6 separate regions of the Mus musculus genome follow, and regions 1, 3, 4, 5 and 6 are each linked to region 2. Evidence: chromatin contacts called from public promoter capture Hi-C data. All regions are on one chromosome and are shown on one strand. The core of a region is the stretch at or near the end of the contact, and the rest is flanking DNA. Distances in the headings are between cores, read along the strand shown.

What was found. Promoter capture Hi-C pulls out the DNA fragments that hold promoters and counts their contacts.
Region 1: a contact with region 2 is called in a promoter capture Hi-C map of pre-B cells. The contact joins the promoter of Zfp446 here to the promoter of Zfp78 in region 2. A contact is called at or near these places in 4 of 39 promoter capture datasets (cranial neural crest, maxillary cranial neural crest, pre-B cells and 1 more) and 2 of 484 Hi-C or Micro-C datasets (B cells and regulatory T cells).
Region 3: a contact with region 2 is called in a promoter capture Hi-C map of cranial neural crest. The contact joins the promoter of Zswim9 here to the promoter of Zfp78 in region 2. A contact is called at or near these places in 2 of 39 promoter capture datasets (cranial neural crest and pre-B cells) and 1 of 484 Hi-C or Micro-C datasets (rod photoreceptor).
Region 4: a contact with region 2 is called in a promoter capture Hi-C map of pre-B cells. The contact joins the promoter of Mzf1 here to the promoter of Zfp78 in region 2. A contact is called at or near these places in 5 of 39 promoter capture datasets (cranial neural crest, frontonasal cranial neural crest, maxillary cranial neural crest and 2 more) and 4 of 484 Hi-C or Micro-C datasets (B cells, CD4 T cells and rod photoreceptor).
Region 5: a promoter capture Hi-C map of cranial neural crest shows a contact between it and region 2. The contact joins the promoter of Trim28 here to the promoter of Zfp78 in region 2. A contact is called at or near these places in 4 of 39 promoter capture datasets (cranial neural crest, frontonasal cranial neural crest, pre-B cells and 1 more) and 1 of 484 Hi-C or Micro-C datasets (muscle stem cells).
Region 6: a contact with region 2 is called in a promoter capture Hi-C map of pre-B cells. The contact joins the promoter of Zfp110 here to the promoter of Zfp78 in region 2. A contact is called at or near these places in 3 of 39 promoter capture datasets (cranial neural crest, pre-B cells and second pharyngeal arch cranial neural crest) and 1 of 484 Hi-C or Micro-C datasets (B cells).

What each region holds. Positions count from the first base shown.
Region 1 is chr7:12,976,481-12,979,663 of GRCm38.p6, forward strand. Zfp446 (zinc finger protein 446) reads left to right here and starts at 1,368. Exons shown (of 6, transcript NM_175558.4): 1 at 1,368-1,632; 2 at 2,518-2,898; 3 at 2,971-3,166. The coding sequence starts at 1,372.
Region 2 is chr7:6,361,845-6,365,336 of GRCm38.p6, forward strand. Zfp78 (zinc finger protein 78) reads left to right here and starts at 1,464. Exons shown (of 5, transcript NM_001025163.1): 1 at 1,464-1,503.
Region 3 is chr7:13,276,955-13,279,998 of GRCm38.p6, forward strand. It overlaps Zswim9 (zinc finger SWIM-type containing 9), which reads right to left and starts at 1,767. Exons shown (of 5, transcript NM_177312.4): 1 at 1,690-1,767; 2 at 192-474. The coding sequence starts at 466. It overlaps Lig1 (ligase I, DNA, ATP-dependent), which reads left to right and starts at 1,872. Exons shown (of 29, transcript NM_010715.3): 1 at 1,872-2,005.
Region 4 is chr7:13,052,883-13,056,150 of GRCm38.p6, forward strand. It overlaps Mzf1 (myeloid zinc finger 1), which reads right to left and starts at 1,882. Exons shown (of 6, transcript NM_145819.2): 1 at 1,599-1,882; 2 at 1-299. The coding sequence starts at 259.
Region 5 is chr7:13,022,884-13,025,933 of GRCm38.p6, forward strand. Trim28 (tripartite motif-containing 28) reads left to right here and starts at 1,269. Exons shown (of 17, transcript NM_011588.3): 1 at 1,269-2,178; 2 at 2,421-2,533; 3 at 2,761-2,893. The coding sequence starts at 1,836. It overlaps Gm31649, which reads right to left and starts at 1,706. Exons shown (of 1, transcript XM_006540453.4): 1 at 825-1,706. The coding sequence starts at 1,662. The coding sequence ends at 1,117.
Region 6 is chr7:12,833,056-12,836,153 of GRCm38.p6, forward strand. Zfp110 (zinc finger protein 110) reads left to right here and starts at 1,706. Exons shown (of 8, transcript NM_022981.5): 1 at 1,706-2,109; 2 at 2,392-2,472. The coding sequence starts at 2,428.

The sequences.
Region 1 (3,183 bases), core at 118-2,617, 6.6 Mb after region 2:
ATAAATTTTATTTTGTTACCCTAAGAGCTAGGTCAGTAGGTCACCACAGGCCCTCTACTTTAAGACAGCTGAGAGGCTAACCTGGGGGAACTTAGATCCTGCCTCAAAAGATAAAATGTTTCATGGTTACATTGGCCAACCTAATATAACCATTATAATTAAGGACTGAGTTGGGGCTAGCTCAATGATAGTTTACCTATTAAATATGTGGTCTTAGATTTAATGGCCTGAACAAGGGAGAAATAAAGATGGTAATGGTCATGTCAAGCCCAGGGGTAAGATGTATACCATCACAAGACTCAACCAGGTCTATCCTGTGGCACATAGAAGGCTTAGAAACCAGCCTAGCAGGGAGGTGAGCACTAGAACAAAGGTGTTTCCAAGAGAGCTTTCTGGGAACCCCCTTAGGCCCCCTTAGCGCTTCTCCTCAATAGGTAGGTGGTGAGAGTTGTGTCCAGAGAATCTGTAAAAGACAAATTCTACCGACAGAACTGCTCAGGAGTTTTGGATGTAGAGAACCGCTGCTCTCTACAGTAGCTGCCAAGGAGAAGGTTCCTGGGTAGCAGAAGAAACCCAAGTAGGCAGATCGAGTTCAGGATTGAATGGTTTATATCACAGTCCAGCCACTTGATATGTGGAAATAAAACTAAGCCCATCTGCAATTAAGCTAAAAAGCCTCTAACTGTCGGATATGGGGGCCCATGCCTTTAATCTCAGCGAATGGGAGAAAGACTGGCAGAACTATTGAGTGAGCTCCAGGCTAGCTAGTAGGGTCTACAGAGTGAGTTCCAGGACAGCCAAGGACTTTTATTCTTTAAAGGCCCCATTCCCCCACAAACAAACAAAATGCCATCAACTGCCCATTGGGAGAAAAAAAATAAATATAAGTCATCTTGTCTAACTACATCCTCCTAAGTAAGGGTTGAGTATACCTCGTAATTTTAATCAGAAACCTCCGTCCTTATTTTCAGTAATGTTATCTGAAGACTATTAGTGAGGGTTGGTAATTACATGGTTACCTCCTCTGAGCACTTGTTCACCTGTAGGCCTACTGTCTCCACAATATCCAGGGAGCTTAACGGAGATCCGATGGAGGCCATACTGAGTTTTTCTCGCCCACCACCGCCTTTCACCTGGATTCCCAACGGGATTGTCTAGAACAGTCTGGACTCAAGAGGCCAAGGAGCCTCCACCTAGGCCTTCTCCGAGGCAGGGGGACCCTTACAGCTTAACTCAGAGAACAGCAAGAGGCCCTAAGTTGTGCGCTAGCTGTTACCTAGGAGACACAAGGAGCGAGAGTCCTTCCGGGAGCGCTAGCTCTGATTGGTCAGGATGCCTCTCTGGCCAATAGAAACCAGGTCCGTTGCGCACATGCGTAAGGAGGCTAACCCACAGTCGGCTCCGTCCTACGTGAGTCCTACGGCTGCGGTTGCAAGAGAAGAACGGCTGCCAAGTCAGGAGTGGGAACCCCCCCCGGAACTCTGCAGCAACGCGACCCCAAGGAGAGGAGCGAAGAGTCTCGCGCGTGAGAGGCCTTGGAAGCGTGCTGTCGTTCTTGCTGAGGCTCACGGGAGACGTAGTCCGAGCGAAGGGGGCCGATCCGGCGGAGCAGATGCAGGATTGGCCGGGCTGGTAGGGCAACGCGCGAGGCGGGGCGTTCTCTGAGTGGCAGTGGGACGTGCTCGGTGTCACTTCCTGGAAGTGCCCCAACCTCCTGGGGCTCTCCCACGCGTCAGAGGTGAGCTCACTCCTAGCTGGGCGGGCGCAGCTTCATAATCCGGCTCCTCGGATCACCGAGAGCACCTCCCAGCCGTCGGACCCACCCCTTTCCTGTGTCAGAGCCTGACACCCCAACTCTTGAGTTTCTCCAGAGCAGGACGGATGTCCCAAGAGAGCCGATTTAAAACCAGAATCTTAAGAGCTGGGACACAGGTTCCAGTTTACAACTCCACACAAAACGGGGCTGTTTGATTTTGGCTTTTGTTTCAGGGTTTCACATGCGTAGTAAGCTGAGGCAGTATGAGGCATCCACAATTCAGCTGCGATCAGCGAGCTGTGCCTCCCAACCCATAATAAGCTCCTGAGAATGCACCCAGGCTTTCAGCTCTGCCCCAGGTCTTGTACCTGTGTCTCAGAGCCAACTCTTCAGCTAGCACAGTGGTCTGCCTCCTGTCTGAAGCCTCAGGGCTCCAGGTCACCCAGGATGATGGTCCCACCCCCCTTCCCTCCGTGTCCTGCTTGACCCTTTGTCTACTGGATGAGCCACTTTCATCTCCCAGGAGCCCTGTGTTGTACCCAAATGTTTGAGCCCGTCATTTGCAGTTTTCTAGAAGGTCCCTGGACATTCCACCCAGTCATTTATCTTCAAAACAAAATACAGCTGCTCAACTGCTGTGGGGCTGCACCTCCCATGACCTTCTTTGAAGTTCTCCTGGCCTCAGGGTTCTCTTTTCCGGCTTCTAGGAGGGGTCTGGTGTGTGTCTTCTGACCTTAGATGACATTCTTCCTTTTCTGTAGGTCCCTCTGTCACCTCCAAAAAGACCCTTCAAAACAAGAATGCCATCTCCTCGGGGTACCCCACACCTATCCCTCAGAGACTCCAGGACCACCCTTGAGGAGCCTGAGGCTGCACGACTCCGTTTCCGGGGTTTCTGCTATGAGGAGGTTGAGGGACCCCGAGAGGCACTGGCCCAGCTTCGAGAGTTGTGTCACCAGTGGCTACAGCCTGAGTCATCCTCCAAAGAACACATAATAGAGTTGCTGATTTTGGAACAGTTCCTGGGTGTGTTGCCCCCTGAGATCCAGGCCTGGGTTCGAGGGCAGCGACCAGGAAGCCCCGAGGAGGCCGCAGTTCTTGTTGAGGGGCTGCAGCATGATCCTGGGCAGCTGCTGGGCTGGGTGAGTGAAATGACATTAGCTTCTTAGAAGGACAGATCGAAGGGAGAGCCCCTGTGACATGATTCTCTTCAGATCACAGCCCACATCCTGAAGCCAAAGATGCTTCCTCTAGTCCAGAAGGAGTCCTCAGGGAGTCACCACATCTCAGCAGCAACGGAGTCCTCCAAGGCAGGCCTTGCGGAGGCACCGCTGAAGGCCGGGATAGATCGATCTACCCAGATCAGTTGCAGTGTGAAGGAGGAAGTCAGTGCTGATGGGCAGGAGATGGGTGAGGGAATGCAACAT
Region 2 (3,492 bases), core at 214-2,713:
GCTTCCAACATTATGACATTCCCATTTTGTAGGTGAAACATATGCTGGTTTGCTGATCCCAGAGGTGATCAACATGAGTGGGAGGGAGGAGACAATCAGATGTAGAATAGTGGCTGTTTTTATTGTAGCAAAGCTTTCCCGCAAAGATCAAACTTCCAAGCCTTGCGTCGTGGGGGCTCACACCATTGATTTCAATTTGGAAGAAAACGAATGGATACAGAAAGATCAAGAGTTACCCATTTCGGAGGTTAGTCTGGGCTAACCACCTCAAATCTCCCTCTACAAAAATTATAATCTCAAAAACTAACAATAAAGATCGAGCTTGGTTAAGTAAGGGACAGTGACATCAAGGAGGCTCACAAAAGAGTGTGAGGGAAGCCTCACGAAAGGGTGGGGAGCCTAACAAAGAGCTGGCGCAAGACTCGCCCTAACCGACACGGCTAGGAATCCTGGGCAACCCTTCTGTATAATCACGCACTCAGCCACACACTGTCACAGCTCCAATCCGTTCTGCAAACAGTCTTAAATGGTGCCTTTCTCCTCAAATTCTGCCCTTTTTCTCTGACTCCTCTGAGAAGCCGCCCCTTCTCCTTCAAGCCCCGCCCTCACCTCGGGCTGCGGGGAGAACCTCCCTACTTGCTAAGCCCTGCCCCTCATCTCAGAATGCTGTAAACCCTCCCCTTTTCTGCTTAGCGCCAGGCTCACCATGCACTACGCTGAAAACCTGCTCTTTCGCCTCAAGCCCCGCCGCCCTCTAGATTTTGCTGAGAACCCGCCCCTTCTATACTAAGTCCCGCCCTCTAGAATCTGCTGAGAACCCGCCCCTTCTTCAAGCCCCGCCTTCACCTCTGACTGTGAGGAGAACCGCCCTACTGGCTAAGCCCCGCCCCTTCAGATTGCCGAGAACCCACTCCTTCAATGCTTAGCACCGCCCTCACACGAGCCGCTGAGAACCCGCCCCTTCTCCTCCAAGCTCCGCCCTCACCTCCGGAGGCGGAGACCAACCGTTCTTGCTAAGCCCCGCCCTCACCTCGGATTCTTCTGAGAACCCGCCCCTCCTCTAATCCCTGCCCTCACCTCACCTCACACAGAGCTGAGAACCCGCCCTACTTGATAACCCCGCCCCTCACCTAATACGGATAAGCTCCCGCCCCTTACCCACTTAGTACCGCCCTCTCCAGGGACTCTGCTGAGAACACGCCCCTTCTCCACCAAGCCCCGCCCCTTACTCCAGTTTCTTCTGGGAACCTTCCTATCTAAGCCCAGCCCCTCACATCAAACTTCTGAGACCCTTGCTCTTCTCTGCTTAGCTTTGCCTTCACCCTCAGTCTAAGAAACTGTTCTCCGTAGTACCCGCTTCTCATCGCAGACTTCGCTGAGTACACGCCCCTTCAGCCCCACCTTTCTCAGATTAAGCTCTTAGGTCGTCGCTGGCAGAGGCTGCGCTTGCGCACACATAGCTTGTAGGAAACCTCCCAGCGTTCCTCGGTTGACAGCGTCTGGGTAAGGCAGCTAGCGGGCGCTTGTTAGGGAGTGGGAGCCCGAGCGCTGCGGGCAGGGGAGATCCTCGTGGTCCCTGTGTTTTCTGTCTGGAGGTAGGCAGGCGGTTGCGTGGAATCTAGGGGGCACGAAAGCTCAGACGACTGGGCGTCCGGATCTAAGTCTGTGCTTGGGTGTGCCAGGCCCGTGCGTGTGTGAAAGGAACTGGGCTGTAAGTTTTCGGTGTGAGAGAGGGAGACAGAGTCTGAGAGAAATAAGTGCTGTGATTGTGAGAGAACTGTGAAATGTATGATGATAAGTGTGTCTTCCAGTGATCTGCATTACAGCACTTAAATGCTTGGAATCTCCAAAGTAATAAATACCTTGTTGACTGCTCTTGATTGATGGCTGACAAGACTCAAGGTAGTTTCAGAGTCGGTGCTGATCATCGCAGACGCTAAACGGGATTAGAGGATCAGTCCCAAACCCCATCCAGGAGAGGACAGGAGCTGAGGTTGATCACCAGATGCCAGTCCTTTTGTTGATGTTTCGAGACAGAATGTCATGTAATCCAGCAGTCCTCAAACTCTTTATGTAAGTAGAGGATGAGTTTGGAACTCTGATCTTCCTAACTCAGCCTTCCAAGTGCTGTAATTACAGGCGTGTGCAACCCACACTCAGATAAATGATTTACACAGCCATGCTTACGTGATGAAGTGTCCATAGCGACTCAAAAGGAAAGGATTCAAAGAGCTTTCTGACAGGAGTATTGTATCCCTGCATAGAAATCCTGAGAGGCCGTTGAGGGAAGTGGGTAAAGTGAAGATAGGATTGTGTTGGAGACTTCAAGATGTTGGAGATACTAGAGTCGTGGGGTAGCTGCAGCCTGAGTGTGGAACCAGCCCAAGACAGAGAAGTACGTGGCAGTCAGCAAAGCTGAAAGGATTCGGAGATCTGAATGACACAGAGATGCAGAATTTAGAGTTTGCCCTGCTTGTTTTCCGTCTTTGTTCTTTGGTCCAGTATTGATTTTCTTATTGTGCTCCTTTCTCTCCCTTTTGGAATGTGTTTTTATTTTTAAAGATTTATTTATTTTTGCTTGTATGGATATTTTGCCTGCATGCACAAATATGTACACCAAATGCATGGCTGGAGGCATGGATCTCCTGGAACTAGAGTTACAGGCAGTTGTAAGCTGCCATGTGGGTGCTGGGAATTGAACCCCAGTCCTCTAGAGGAACATCCAGTGTTCCTAACTGCTGAGTCATTTCTCCAGCCCCACTTTTGGAAATAATGTGTATGCTTTGGCATTGTATGTTGCGAGCATGTGATCTGCTTTTTAATTTTGACTTTACAGGGCTACAGTTATGAGATTGCATGAGTCTCAGAAGAGATTTTGACTTTGGACTTTAGTGTTGAGACTGTGATAGACTATGAAGGCCTTTGAAGTTGAACTGAGTGCATTTTTGCATTATGATATGGCTACAAGCCTAAGGGGGCCAGGGAGTGAAATGTGCTGGTTTGAATAAGAATGGCCCTCATAGGCTCATATACTTGAATGCTTAGTCATCAGGCTACTACTTGAGAAGAATTAGAAGGTGTGGCCTTGTTGGAGTGGGTGTAGTCTTGTTGGGGTAGGTGTGGCCTTACTGGAGGAAGTATGTCACTGGAGGTAGGCTTTGGGGATTCAAACGCCCAAGCCAGGCCCAGTGGCTCTTTCTTCCTGATGCCTGTGGTTCTGGGTGTAGAACTTTCAGTTACTTCCCCAGAACTTTGTCTGTCTGTCTGTCTGTCTGCCTGTGTGCCACTATGTCCCTACCCTGATGATAATGAACTAAACCTCTGAAATTAAGCAGGCCTCAGTGGAATACTTTCTCTTACAGGAGTGCCATAGTCACAGTGTCTCCTGGTAGATGTTAGAGGATATAGGAAGTGAGGGTTAACTGAAAGGACAACTCCAATGCAGAATTCATGAAGATGTCATCTATGATAGGGTGAGACTTTGGGGTGATA
Region 3 (3,044 bases), core at 517-3,016, 6.9 Mb after region 2:
GAGTCTTATTTATTTCCTGGCTCAGACTCCATCTCAGTAAGTATCCTTCCTTGAATCTGTCCTGCCTGGCTTTTCTGTACTTGGCAGAATCAGTGGGCTTCTCTCCCTGGTATTAAACCTGTGGGTTGGAAGCTGTTTGGCTCACCCCTTGCTCCCCTCCCCCTGTAGGGTCACAGCTCAGGCTCACGCACCACGCTGTGGACTTGTTGGGCATGCGCACATCCTTGCACACCAGCAGCACGTAGCTGTACTTGAGCACGTGGATAAGCCTGTAGAGTGGGGGCGTGTTGGCCCAGGGGCTTCGTGCCACACGTGTGGAGCTCTTCACCGAGAAGACTACCAGTCGCTGCTGGCACCACTTGTCGAAGAAGCGGCTGAACTCAGCCCAAGAGAAGAAAGTTCGATCCAACAATTCCTGTTCCTCCTTCTGCACGGCTGCGCTCGGTAAGGGCTCTGTCAGCTCCATCCTGGGACCTTGAGTAGAAGTGGGGAGAAGAGCTGGACATCAGACCCATCTCCACCTGGGTTACCACAATTTCATCATCAGACTGTCTTATCAGCTACTGCTGCCTCAGGTACGTCTCAGACAAATCAAAGTGGTTTCATTGTTTGCTTTCCAGATAGGAATCTCCATCCCATTTTTGTGGTTCACCTGTTGCCTTCCCAGATTCAGTTGGCATTTAATCAATTTCAATCCTAGTTCCAGTTGCCTTAGATGTGACCTCTAGGTACAAATGGAATCAGTTCTACATATCTTGCCTTTAGCTCAGCTGTGAGCATCTTTGCAAATGTATTCCCAGCTTCTTGCTAAGATTTCTCCTTCTTCCAGATGTGAGTCCTATGCCTGGTGATAATATCTAGTAGTCCCATTCATCTGTAGCTCCCTTTCCCACAAGTCTACATTTGAGTGTAACTCATATCTACTCTCATAGCTAAGGCATGAATCTCTCATCCCAGTCATAATCCTCATACACCTTTCTTCTCCCTAGGTGTATCAAATGTGCAGCTGTTGCCCCTCAGATATGACTGCCTTGAACTGCTACTTTGATCTGTGTTTTTTGCTTCCCAGAGATGCTCTTATCTCCAGATGTGCTGCCCATGTCCAGTCAGGGATCATTCGCCTACAGGGGTGTGGCCCACTTGTGGCAAATTCAACTCAGAAGTGTCACCAATAGTCATCTTTGGTCCATACTCCTAAGACTTATTCTCCTCCTGGGCCAAGTTGCAGTCCCCTCTTCCCAGAAATTGCTACTATTCTCAATGTGTATCTTCGTTTTGGACACGGCGCCTTGTCCTCAGATGGGCTTCTTCACTACTAATGCTCCCCCGGGCCCCCACGTCCCGCTGAGCCTCTTGTCCCTTGCACAGCCCCTTTTATCCAGTTCCCACCTCTCGAGACTCTCTCAACCTGTCTCTCCGCTGCTCCTCCCGGCCTGACCATCCCACATAGCGGTGCTTCTCCACTCCTAAAGCTGTGCACCCTTCCGGCCCCCTCCCCCTCAACTCACCTACCCAACCCAAAGCGGCGTCCACCTCCCACAATGCCTCGCGCCCAAGCCCAGCCCGGCCCTTGCTCCCGGGATGCCCCGCGCGGTATCCCGCCTTTCTTCCCCTAGTGCCTGGCAAGGTGGCTTTCCACCAACCCTTCTCTTCTCCCCGACTGTCACCCTTACGACCTCGCAGGCTCACCGGCTCATCCACAGGGAGGACAGGCTTGGGGCCGCTTCCCAGCATGCTGTGCGGGACAGCGCCCCTCCCTCTCCCCACTCTGTCCCATTTCTAGGCTGCCTCACGCTCTAGAGACTACAACTCCCAGCAGCCTCCGGGCGATAGTTGCGGCACGCGCTACTCGCAGGCCCCCGCCCTTGCTCGTCTCCGCCCCCTCCCGCCAAAGTGCGCGCGAAATCTGTGTGGCGCGAATTTGGGGATTTCGGGTTTGCGTCTCTGAGCGAGCGAGCGAGCGAGTGAGCGAGTGTGGCGGCGTCCGGCAAAGTGATTTGGAGAGGCAAGTGGGGACGTGGGCACGGGCTTGGGGCTGGGGTCGGCGAGAGTGCCGAGCGCTTGTCGCCAGTGAGCTTTGCAGGTTCCGGGTGCGGCCAGCGGAACGGGAATGGGGACGTCGCGGCGACCGAGGGCGCAGGAGAGAGGGCAGCAAGGAGCCGTGTACAGGGAGAGCCACTGGCTGACTGGCTGACTGATTGACTGGTTGACCAAGGCCGCAGGAGTTTTGGTGTCTGCGGAGGACTGGTGGCGGCTTGGAAGGGCGTGACTAGGGAGAAAGCCTGGCGGTGGGCGTGGCCATCAGAATTAGTGGCGCCAAGAGAAGAGGGGCGGCCTGGGGCCGGAAAGGAAGGCTTGAGTGTGGTGTTTCACCCTGGACGCCTGCTATCAATCGGTGTGGGATGCTTGGTGTTATGGGACGCTTGTAATGAAAGCAAGGTGACGTCATTGGTCAGATAGTGGTCCGATTTGAAGACTAGAGAAGCTTGGCGCGATGAGTGTCAGGAGCCAGGGAAAAGGTGAGCTTGGCTGCCAGAAGGGGCACGGATGGGATAAGACTGGAGATCTGCAGACACTTAGGGGAGGGTCAGGTCTTGTTGCTTAGTGTATATGGAGTTGAAGAGGCAGAGAAACTTGAACAGGGAGGACAGAGGGAAGTTGTCAGGGTGAGGATGGACATTTGGAAAGGGAAGCTGGCCTTTGGCATTTGGCAGCCAAGGAAGGCTTCAGATATAGCTTAGTGGTACAGTGTTTTCCTAGCAGCAACAGACCCTGCCTGGGTTCTATCTTCAGTAATATAAAGGGGAAGGGGGCAGATAACGAAACTTAACTCTCAAAGAATAAAAATGTGAAAAAAAATAAATGTCAGTAAAATTTTCTCATTCTATGGAGAGCAGTCACCATTAAGATAGATCCACCTGTATCTATCCCATAATGCTGGGTTTACAGGCATGTACAACCATGCCTGCCTGACATTATTATTATTATTATTATTATAACATGGGTGCTGGAGATTCAAACTCATGTTCTCTCTCTCTTTTTAA
Region 4 (3,268 bases), core at 632-3,131, 6.7 Mb after region 2:
GCTCTAGCACCTGTTCCTTGGAATGTACTTCTGGGCGTAGCCACTGGTGACACAGTTCTCGGAGCTGGGCCAGGGCTTCCTGAGGACCTATTGCATCCTCATACCGGAAGCACCGGAAGCGTAGACGTGCAGCCTCAAGGCCTGGGTCCCACAATATATCTTCTCTCTCATCGTCGCTGTCAGAGTCCTCCAGCTTCACCAGAGCAGGCTCATTTTCTGGGGGTGCACAGCCCGAGGAGCCCAGCACAGTGGGTCTCATCAGGAGTACCAGATCCGGTCTTTGAGGCCAGTGTCTGTCCCTAGGGAAGGAATAGTACAAGGCATGTGTAATAAGGACAGCCAGGGGCAGCGAATGCTGACTGAGTGCCATGCTGTGTCCTTTCATCCGAGACCTTCGCCATGAAGAGGACACCCGAGGGAACAGGCACTGACAGGCCAGCCACACCCCAGAGATCCGTGGGAACTCTATATGAGCCATGTGCTTTGTAGACCTCATTTCCGCCGGGCCTATATAGTGTCTGGTAGCTTACTCTGTTCTAAATACAGGCTGTTGCTTAAGCTTAGAAACATTTCTCTTCCCTACATCCTATTCTTTTCTATAGCTGCATCTCTACTTGCACCCAGACATCAGTACCACTGCTGCCTCCTCCTGGACTCCCAATAAGAGTCCCTGTGGACAGCCTTTTGCGGTGGAACAAACAAGTCCCTTAATGTTTTCTACCCAGTCTTGGACTTGGCCTCTCTCTCAGGCCCCAACATTCCTTTCCCAATGTGGTATCAAGGGGACAGCCCTACTCCACCCAATCCCCCATCTCAGCTTCTCTCAGGCCAACAGGTTTCCATATATCTCCAATACCAGAAGCCAACTCATCACATCCAACAGCGATACAAGTCTTCAGCTCTCTAGTTTAGTTGGTTGGGAGGTGACTGGGACTTCTGGGTACCCTTAAAGGCTCTCAACTCATTAGACCAACAGTCTGCAAGGGTACTACTTTTGCTGTGCCTATGTCAGCTATAGTTTCCTCACTTGTAAAAAGGACTGACTTCTCCCATGATACTTTCTGCAACTGGGACTTTGTGAAAATCTAAATTTACTATTGCAGTGGCATCAGCTTAGAGGCAGCTTGATTTCTGTGGGTTACACCTCTGCTCTTTAGGGTGCTAAGTCAACTCGAAACCCTGAGAGAAACTTGGAACAGCCATAAAGCAAGAAGAGGTTCCGGAAATACATTTCCCAGAAGTCTAAGTGAGCATCCTCGCTTTAGGGTGCCAATGTGTCCGGTCGCCGTGGCACCTGTGGCGATCAGCGCGGTAGCGCGTCAGCACAGGGCCGGTTTGCTGGGAGTTCCTGGACCCCCTACCGGCGCTCCGGGTCTAGCTAGACAGCTGGAATCCCAGAGTCCACTCTACCCAGACTCCTCCCTAGGCCTTGAGGTGAAGGGACTCCCAGCCTTCCTTCAATGCTCCGAGGGAGGCTGTGCCCTCGTGAACATGCGCACTCTCGTTCGCTTGCTCCATATCAAACTACATATCCCAGACTGCTTTGCGCGCAGCTCCAAGCCCTTCTGCCCTTCCCCCACCCCAGCCTCCGTTTCTACCCTTCTTCCCGTCCCTAGGGGATTGCGCTGGTTGCAATAATCAGCTCGCACTCCTGGACGTCTCTTCCCACACTCCCGGCCACGAATTCAGGCGTCAGGGCCCCGACGACGTGCACAATCCTCTCGGGGGGCAACGGATTCAAGCACCACCTTCCAGACTGCGCATGCCCCCACCACTTTTTTTTTTTTTTTTTTTTTTTAAATGTCAGTTCTCTACCGGCCTTCCAGGGATTTGCAGGGTTCTGCACCAATCACCGCTCTCACTAGGACGCCGTCTCCCCGTCTCCATGGCAACGACGGGTTCGAAAAAGAGCGTCCGCTGGGCTACCTGCGGAACCACTGAAAGAAAGGCTTAGCAAAATGCTTTCTGGGAGTCGTAGTTTGGAGGGTGCTGTGTGGGTGCGCAAACGCAGCACCACCGGATCTCTTTTGTATTTCTGCGCGGTGGGTAGGAGTGAGCGGGACTCCATGGTAACTAAGGGACCAAACCTGGTGGTATCCTAGGTAACGACCGCACTACTTGGTTTAAGAAAGGTCAGGATCTGTGGCGAAGCCAAGGGGAAGGGACAGGGACACAAATACCCAACGAGATGTCTATACAGGAAGGCAGAGATAGCCCCATACAGAGTCGGGGGAGAGGATGAGAGGGGTGGGAAAATTGTGAGGGGGAGACTGGATGCTAGGAGAGACTGAATATAAGTGAACACACATAGGTATGAATGAAAAGGGGGGAGGGTTAGTCATTAGAATCAGAGTTAGAACCTGAGTCATGTCAGAAAATTTAGGAAGAAGAGAGAAGCAGAAAGGGATTGGGATTAGGAAAGTGAGACATCGAAACTCTAGGGGCCAACCCAGAGTACAAAGGTAAGTGGGGAGAAATTAGAGATATAGTAAAGATGTTAATAGAGATACGGTAAAACGGACTGATAGGTTTCAAAGACTGAGGGATGGCAACAAAAAATTAGATGTGCGTGTGGGGGAAACATTTTCAGAGAAAACTCACACAAAAAATGACAACACACCAGAAAGAGGACGGGGACCAGTCCTCTAGTTTCCTAGCATCATTTACCAAACAATATTGCGACACCTGACTACTTAAACATTACCTCTCCTCCCCCATTTTTTAAATCTGTGATTGAAGTCGTAACACTATTCTGGTAGAAATTGACTTACAAGAAGCTGACAGGTAGCCGGGCGTGGTGGCGCACACCTTTAATCCCAGCACTTGAGAGGCAGAGGAAGGCGGATTTCTGAGTTCGAGGCCAGCCTGGTCTACAGAGTGAGTTCCAGGACAGCCAGGGCTATACAGAGAAATCCTGTCTTGGAAAACAAAACAAAACAAAACAAACAAACAAACAAAAAAAGAAGCTGACAGGTTGCAAATGAGTTCTGCCCAGCCATCACCTGGAAGGTAGCTAAATATCTCTTTATCCCTACACCTAACCTTTTGTTTTATTTCAGATTCATTTAGATTCATTTGTTGCATCTTCCTGAAACTACCTTTTGCTACCTTTCTGTTTTCCTTGAGGTAGTGGAAGCCAGATGCTGGGGTGAAAACCTAGCTCAGAGAGGTAGAAAAAGCACCCAGGTGACCTTCTTTCTCAGCTGAAGTTCCACCGCAAATCTCTCTCTCTGTCCCAAGAAACCTTCACATTGAATGTCCTCCCCCA
Region 5 (3,050 bases), core at 19-2,518, 6.7 Mb after region 2:
CGCTCTTTCCCACCCCTTGCCGTGGTTCTGGTGTGGTGGGGATACAGCTTCGTACAGCCTAGGCAAGCAAGCGGTCTGCCACCCATTCAAATTCCCAGGCCCCATCACTTATTTACTTTGCCCTTGTGTCTCTGGTACCCTAAAGTCTGCTCCCGGGGTTGAGGTAGGCGTGGTTCACAGGCACCCTATCCTGGTGAGTCCAGTCCCAGCAGTCCGTGAAAATACTCCGCAAATATTTCTACGGGGAGCCCGCACTCCCCCCGCCCCCCAACCCCGTGCTTGCTTTGCCAGCTTCCAGATCATACCCTCCTTTCTTGAGGTAGGAAGTGAGAGTCCAGAGGCTGGGTCTGGTGGGGGCGTGGCCCGCCGAAGGGTGAGCGCTGAACTGCCGAGGAAGGAACAAAGGCTGGGGCGGGGCAAAGCCTTGGGCCCCCAGCCTGATTGGGAACAAAGGCCACACCCGGGACAGTGGCGGGATACTCCTCGTCTCTCCGCTGCCACGTGGGTGAACACCTGGTTCCGCGCGGAAGGGGTAGCCTCTTGCCGTTGAGAGCCTTGGAACTGCTTGCGGGCAACAACTCACTGTAGCCCAGATCCAGACTGGCGAACGGATTGCCAGTGCACTGCAAGGCTGCAGAGGCATCCACTCTCAGCACGGCAGTGTTTGGGAAGGGGGACAGGTTGCCTTTTCACATTGATCCTGCTTCTGAGATGAAACGCTTAGCCGCACTTGATCCTGCTATCCTCTACCTTAGATCAGATTCTTCAACCTAGGTCCAGCTCCTCAGTCAAGATTCCTCCCCAGGTCTTATTTCTCCCTCAGATAAGATTTATCAATCAGATCCAACTTTAATTCCTTAGCGTTAAATGTTCAGTTCTCCTAACACACACACAAAAAAAAAGAAAAAAGAAATCACACTAAAATCAGTATAGCAGAGGACTAACACAGAAGGGGCTTTCGAAGGACTGGGCAGAGTTTTACAGAATGGCTTCGCAGTATCTCTCTGTGATCTGCGGTTTGACTTGGACAACTTTCTGCTTCCCGAGTTTAACAATAAGAAAGTTTGGGTTAAGACCGCCTCCACGTTCGGCGGGAACTTCCTGGCAAAGACCCCCTCACCCCCTCCACCTGGGCTCCGGCGCTTTGCTCTGCCGTGGCCCCGCCCACCCTGTATTGTCCCGCCCCTCTTCCCCGACTATAGGCCAGGCTGCCGCTGCAGACGTCGCCACGCCTGCTGAGGAGGCGGGGCCTAAGGTTCGGCTCTGCAGGACCTGCGCGCTCAAGCACGCGGGTTGCCAGCCTGGGTGCACCGTGCGGTGGGCATGGGAGACGTCAAGCACGCACTCTGCGGGTGAATTCCTCACCAGCAGCATTGCTACTCTGGATCTAGAGGGGCGGCAGCGAGTGGAAGGGAGGGCCCTGGCGCGTGCGTAATCTGCGCCCCGCCCCCAGGCTGCGGTGCCCAACGCGCGTGCGCGGCGTCGTCGGCGCCAGATATTTCTGTCCCGCCTCCAGGCCGCGGCTCTTTCTGCGAGCGGCGCGCGGTCAGGCGGTTGTTCGCAAGTCTTGCGGCGCGAGTGTCTCAGAAGCGAGGGAGGAGGCGGCGCTGGTGGCGGCGCCGTCGTCTGTACAGAGGCCCGCAGCCAGCGGCTTGGCCGCATCTCGACAGCGCCTGGGGCGCGGCGGGCGTCGGCCCAGGAGACGCGTGGCGGCGCTCGGCCTCGCGGCATCGGCGGCTGCCTGGCCGTTGGCGGCGAGCGCACTTGCGCCTGCGCAGCGGGCTCCGTGCCCCTCCTCCCCTGGGCGGCCCCCCCACCCCCCCGGCGGCGTGTGAATGGCGGCCTCGGCGGCAGCGACTGCAGCGGCCTCGGCCGCGACGGCCGCCTCGGCGGCCTCTGGTAGCCCAGGGTCGGGCGAGGGCTCGGCGGGCGGTGAGAAGCGTCCGGCTGCTTCCTCAGCCGCGGCGGCCTCTGCAGCCGCGTCGTCCCCTGCGGGGGGCGGTGGCGAGGCGCAGGAGCTTCTGGAGCACTGCGGCGTGTGTCGCGAGCGCCTGCGGCCCGAGCGGGATCCTCGGCTGCTGCCCTGTCTACATTCGGCCTGCAGTGCCTGCCTGGGCCCCGCTACACCCGCCGCAGCGAATAATTCGGGGGATGGCGGCTCGGCGGGCGACGGCGCTAGTGAGTACTGGGTGGCCAGGTGCCCCTCCCCCTCCTCGCAGCCCGTGCTCGGGACTGCGCCTGTGCGAGAGTATGGGGGCCCGGGTAGGGTTAAGTAGGCCTGCTGGTTTAAGAGGGGGCGGGGAACGGGTCCTGGCCTCTGCCAATGCCCGTTACCAGGTCTGGACACCGAGGTGCAGAATGTGATGGGAGATGTCAAGAAATCAGAGGGTGTGCATGCATTCCCATTTTTATCTTGGCAGTGGTGGATTGTCCAGTGTGCAAACAGCAGTGCTACTCCAAAGACATCGTGGAGAATTATTTTATGCGTGATAGTGGCAGTAAGGCCTCTTCTGATTCCCAGGATGCTAACCAGGTATGTCCTGTGGGAAATCTTGGGGAAGAGGGAAGCGTGACCTTTTCCAGAGCCTCTCACCATCTTCACTAGTTTGGATTGTATCCTTATGCGGTCTCAGTGTCTGGGAGGGCGGCACAGATTTGAGTGCATTGTATGAATTTTAGCTTGTGTTTACTGGCAAGTAAATACAGGTCTGCTGGGTTAGGTCTGCCTGTTCTAACCCCCCACCTTTCTATCACTCACAGTGCTGCACTAGCTGTGAAGATAATGCCCCAGCCACTAGCTATTGTGTGGAGTGCTCTGAACCACTTTGTGAGACCTGTGTGGAGGCTCACCAGCGGGTGAAATACACCAAGGACCACACTGTGCGCTCCACAGGTATGTTGGATTTGTAGGCTGTTGGAACTGCCTCTGTCTTGGTTGACTAAAATGCATACTTGATGGATAGAACAAAGAGGATTTTCAGGAACCTGACACAGAACTCAGAAATGCTTGGGTTTCAGGAGCAGACTTTGGAGGTTTAGGTGGAAAGGGA
Region 6 (3,098 bases), core at 456-2,955, 6.5 Mb after region 2:
GTAATACAAAGACTACATCAATCAGAACAGGATATAAAGAGACCTTAGGAATAGGATACTAAACAGTATAAGGAACACAGCAGAATTCTTTGTTGTTCTGAGCTGTCTAGAGAGTTACAAACATACCCAATTATGGTCAGAGGCAGACTTCAAGTTCCCCCTGATCTAATCTGCCATTAGGAACAAACCTAGTCACAGGTTAGCTAATAACTGGCATTACCAGAACCCACAGCCTCTCAATGTGTACCATACAAATCAGCCCCTGTGTGTAACCAACAAGCTCAGTCAGTCAGCAGGGTCTCAAGGGAGGGAGTGAAGATTGAAAAGAAAAAGACAATTAGACAACATTATAACAGGACTCAAGCCCCTGCTGAGCCTGAAGTGGGTTTATTTTTCTCTAGTCTGTTTTTTCTAGTCTATTCTAAGTACATGCAAAGAATAAGGTCAGTTCTAAGTCAAGGTACAAACAAGGCAATAAACAAAGTCCTGTGGTATTCAGGGACTTACAAAACGATCAAGATCTTGATCTTAGCCCCAAGTCAAATTCTTGCCTGAGCCTACTTCCGTGTCCTAGCCTAATGTCAAATTCCTGCCCAATTCCTAGAAGCAGTCCCAAGAGCTCTCCACATGTATGGATATTTACAGTTAGCATCCCTGGGACTGAGTGTAATTTTAGTTTTCCTCATACATCTCTGATCCTCCATGTCCCTTTGTAGCTGGTCTTTGCAACTTTGTGGGTTCTCCTCTTCCTCCCATCTTTATCCATGCCCCCTTTTTACCCCTTAACACTAGACTGGAAAGAAACAGGAATAGAGGGGAGAGAGGAATTAGGAAATCCCTGAATCTGATTTCTTTTCTTTTGCTTCTCCTTTGACCTCAGCTACTACGAAACCACAACCAACCTCCTCCCTATACAACCAACTGGTCCAGCCCAGCCCCTAGCCTATCGGGCCCTAACATTAATATACTCTCTGAAAAGTTCTCAGAATTCCAAATATAACACAATCACAAAAAACTATCTGCTACAGACAGAACCACGATTCTGCTAGAGCACAAAACAAATCACGGTCAGCTGCTACAGGCAGTCTGAAGCAGCCCCACATCCCTATACCTGGAATCAAACAAAATATTATTTTATAATATTTGTTTGTTCTTCCAAGAAACCAAAATTCCAGGATTCTCACTACATCCCTTCCTCTGCTGGGGAAAACTAGAGAGGACATTTAGTGTAGCCTACCATATTTTAAGTCCACCAGGTCTCCATACTTCCCACCTAAACGTTATAAGCCCACACCACCCTGCCCAGACCACACAACCCTGCCCACTCTACTAATCTGGACGCAAACGCCTGTCCTCTCATGGAAATTTGAGTACTTTTAATTCCGATGCCTAATGGCTTTCTGTTTCTACAGTTACTCCTTTCTTCCTCTCCCTTTAAGGGTACCGGTGAAACTTCAGTAAGATTGCATCCTTTTCTCCTTCCCCACAGTAAACTCCGTTAAATGACTTTGTCTTCTCTTGCCTCCGACCCACAGACAGCCCCAATCCGGATTCCCTCCCCCTCTACACTAGTAGAGCCGTAGGTTCCATCTGTCCCCTCGTCCCGCCTTCCTTGCTCTGCTACGCGGCGTGCCTCGCTCAGCCGACCTAACACCAGCACTTCCGGCCCACCCCCTTGCCCATGCCTAGCTTCCGTTTTGTCCAAGTTCTTTTGCTCCTGTTAGTGGGTTCGATTCTCTCCTAGCCTCGGTCTCTGTCCACAGAGGTACTGGTGCTCAGCGTCTTAGTATCCTTCTTCAAAAGCTGCATCCTAGTTCTTTAGCAGTCAATAACACACTTTTCGGACTTCGGCTTCGCCCGCCAACAGGACAAACGCCGCCTAACTGCTGCCGCTCGACGTCCGCGGGGGCGTCTGGGAGTTGTAGTCCGGACTCGTGAGCTGGCGCAGTTCGGGACAAGACCGACGGGCGAGCGCCATTGTGTCTTTCCGCAATCGTAGCGCTGCGTGAAAGCCCGTCGGGGGCAGCACCCATCTTCTGTTTTATTTGCAACCTCTGGAACCCAGTGTCGGCTTCGTTTGTGGCGCCACTTCTACGGACCCGGGAGAAGGTGTGTAGTCGTGGGTCCGAACAAATCCTAAGGAAGACATCGCGTTCTAAATAAGGACCACAGTTTAAGAAAACCAACCGCCTTTTGGATTAGATGACATCAGCTGTCCCCTCTCGGTTAGAGGGGAACCTGTCTTGTAGGCTTATGGGAGTCGGGAAGAGGATTCACTGGGCACTTTGCAATTTTGGGGTGGACTGGTCATGTCCTGCTGAGGGGTGGGATATGGGCAGAGGTGGGGGAGCCGCTGGGCACATTCCTTAGTGCCCCCCTCTTCCACTTTAGGTTTCGTCAGCATTCTGCCTACTCCTGGGAGAGAACATGGAGGACAGTATGGCTTCCACGCTTCCAACAACCTGGCCCCATGTGAGTAAAGGCTTCTTTTCAACTTTTGAGTCGGCTCAGGGGTCGGCTAGTGGTGAGACGTTTGTTCTCAAATATCATTGAGTTTCGGGAGGAGTTGGAGGACTGCCCAAGAGGGTGGTTACAATAGAAGAAACAAACAAACCGATTTCTGAACCAGGAACTGGCAAGCCAGATTGAGGCTTTTTAATTAAAAAACAATACTATTACATTTGGGGGGGGGGGGGCATGCACGTGTGTGCCACTGCCTGCTTGTAGAGGACAGAGAGTACCTTTCCGGATCGCTACCCTTCTTCCAACATATGAATCCTGAAGATCAATCAAACTCAGGCTTGGTAGCAGGCACCTTTACCCACTGAGCCATCTCACCAATCCTTTTCAACCTTTATTTTTTCTTTTTTTTTTTTTTTTTTTTTTTTTTTTTTTTAAGCTGAGGGTCTGGTGAAAGAAACTGACAAGTGTAAGAAGATAAGAAGCTCATGTTTAGTTTTCAGCAACTACTTTAAGGAAGTGACAATTCAAAAACAAGAAAAGAGGTATAGATGGGAACCAACAGTCCTATCCCCTGATTAGTGAGAAATGAACAGGTTTTCATAGACCACAGTCTCACGTGTCCCCTGATTAGTGTC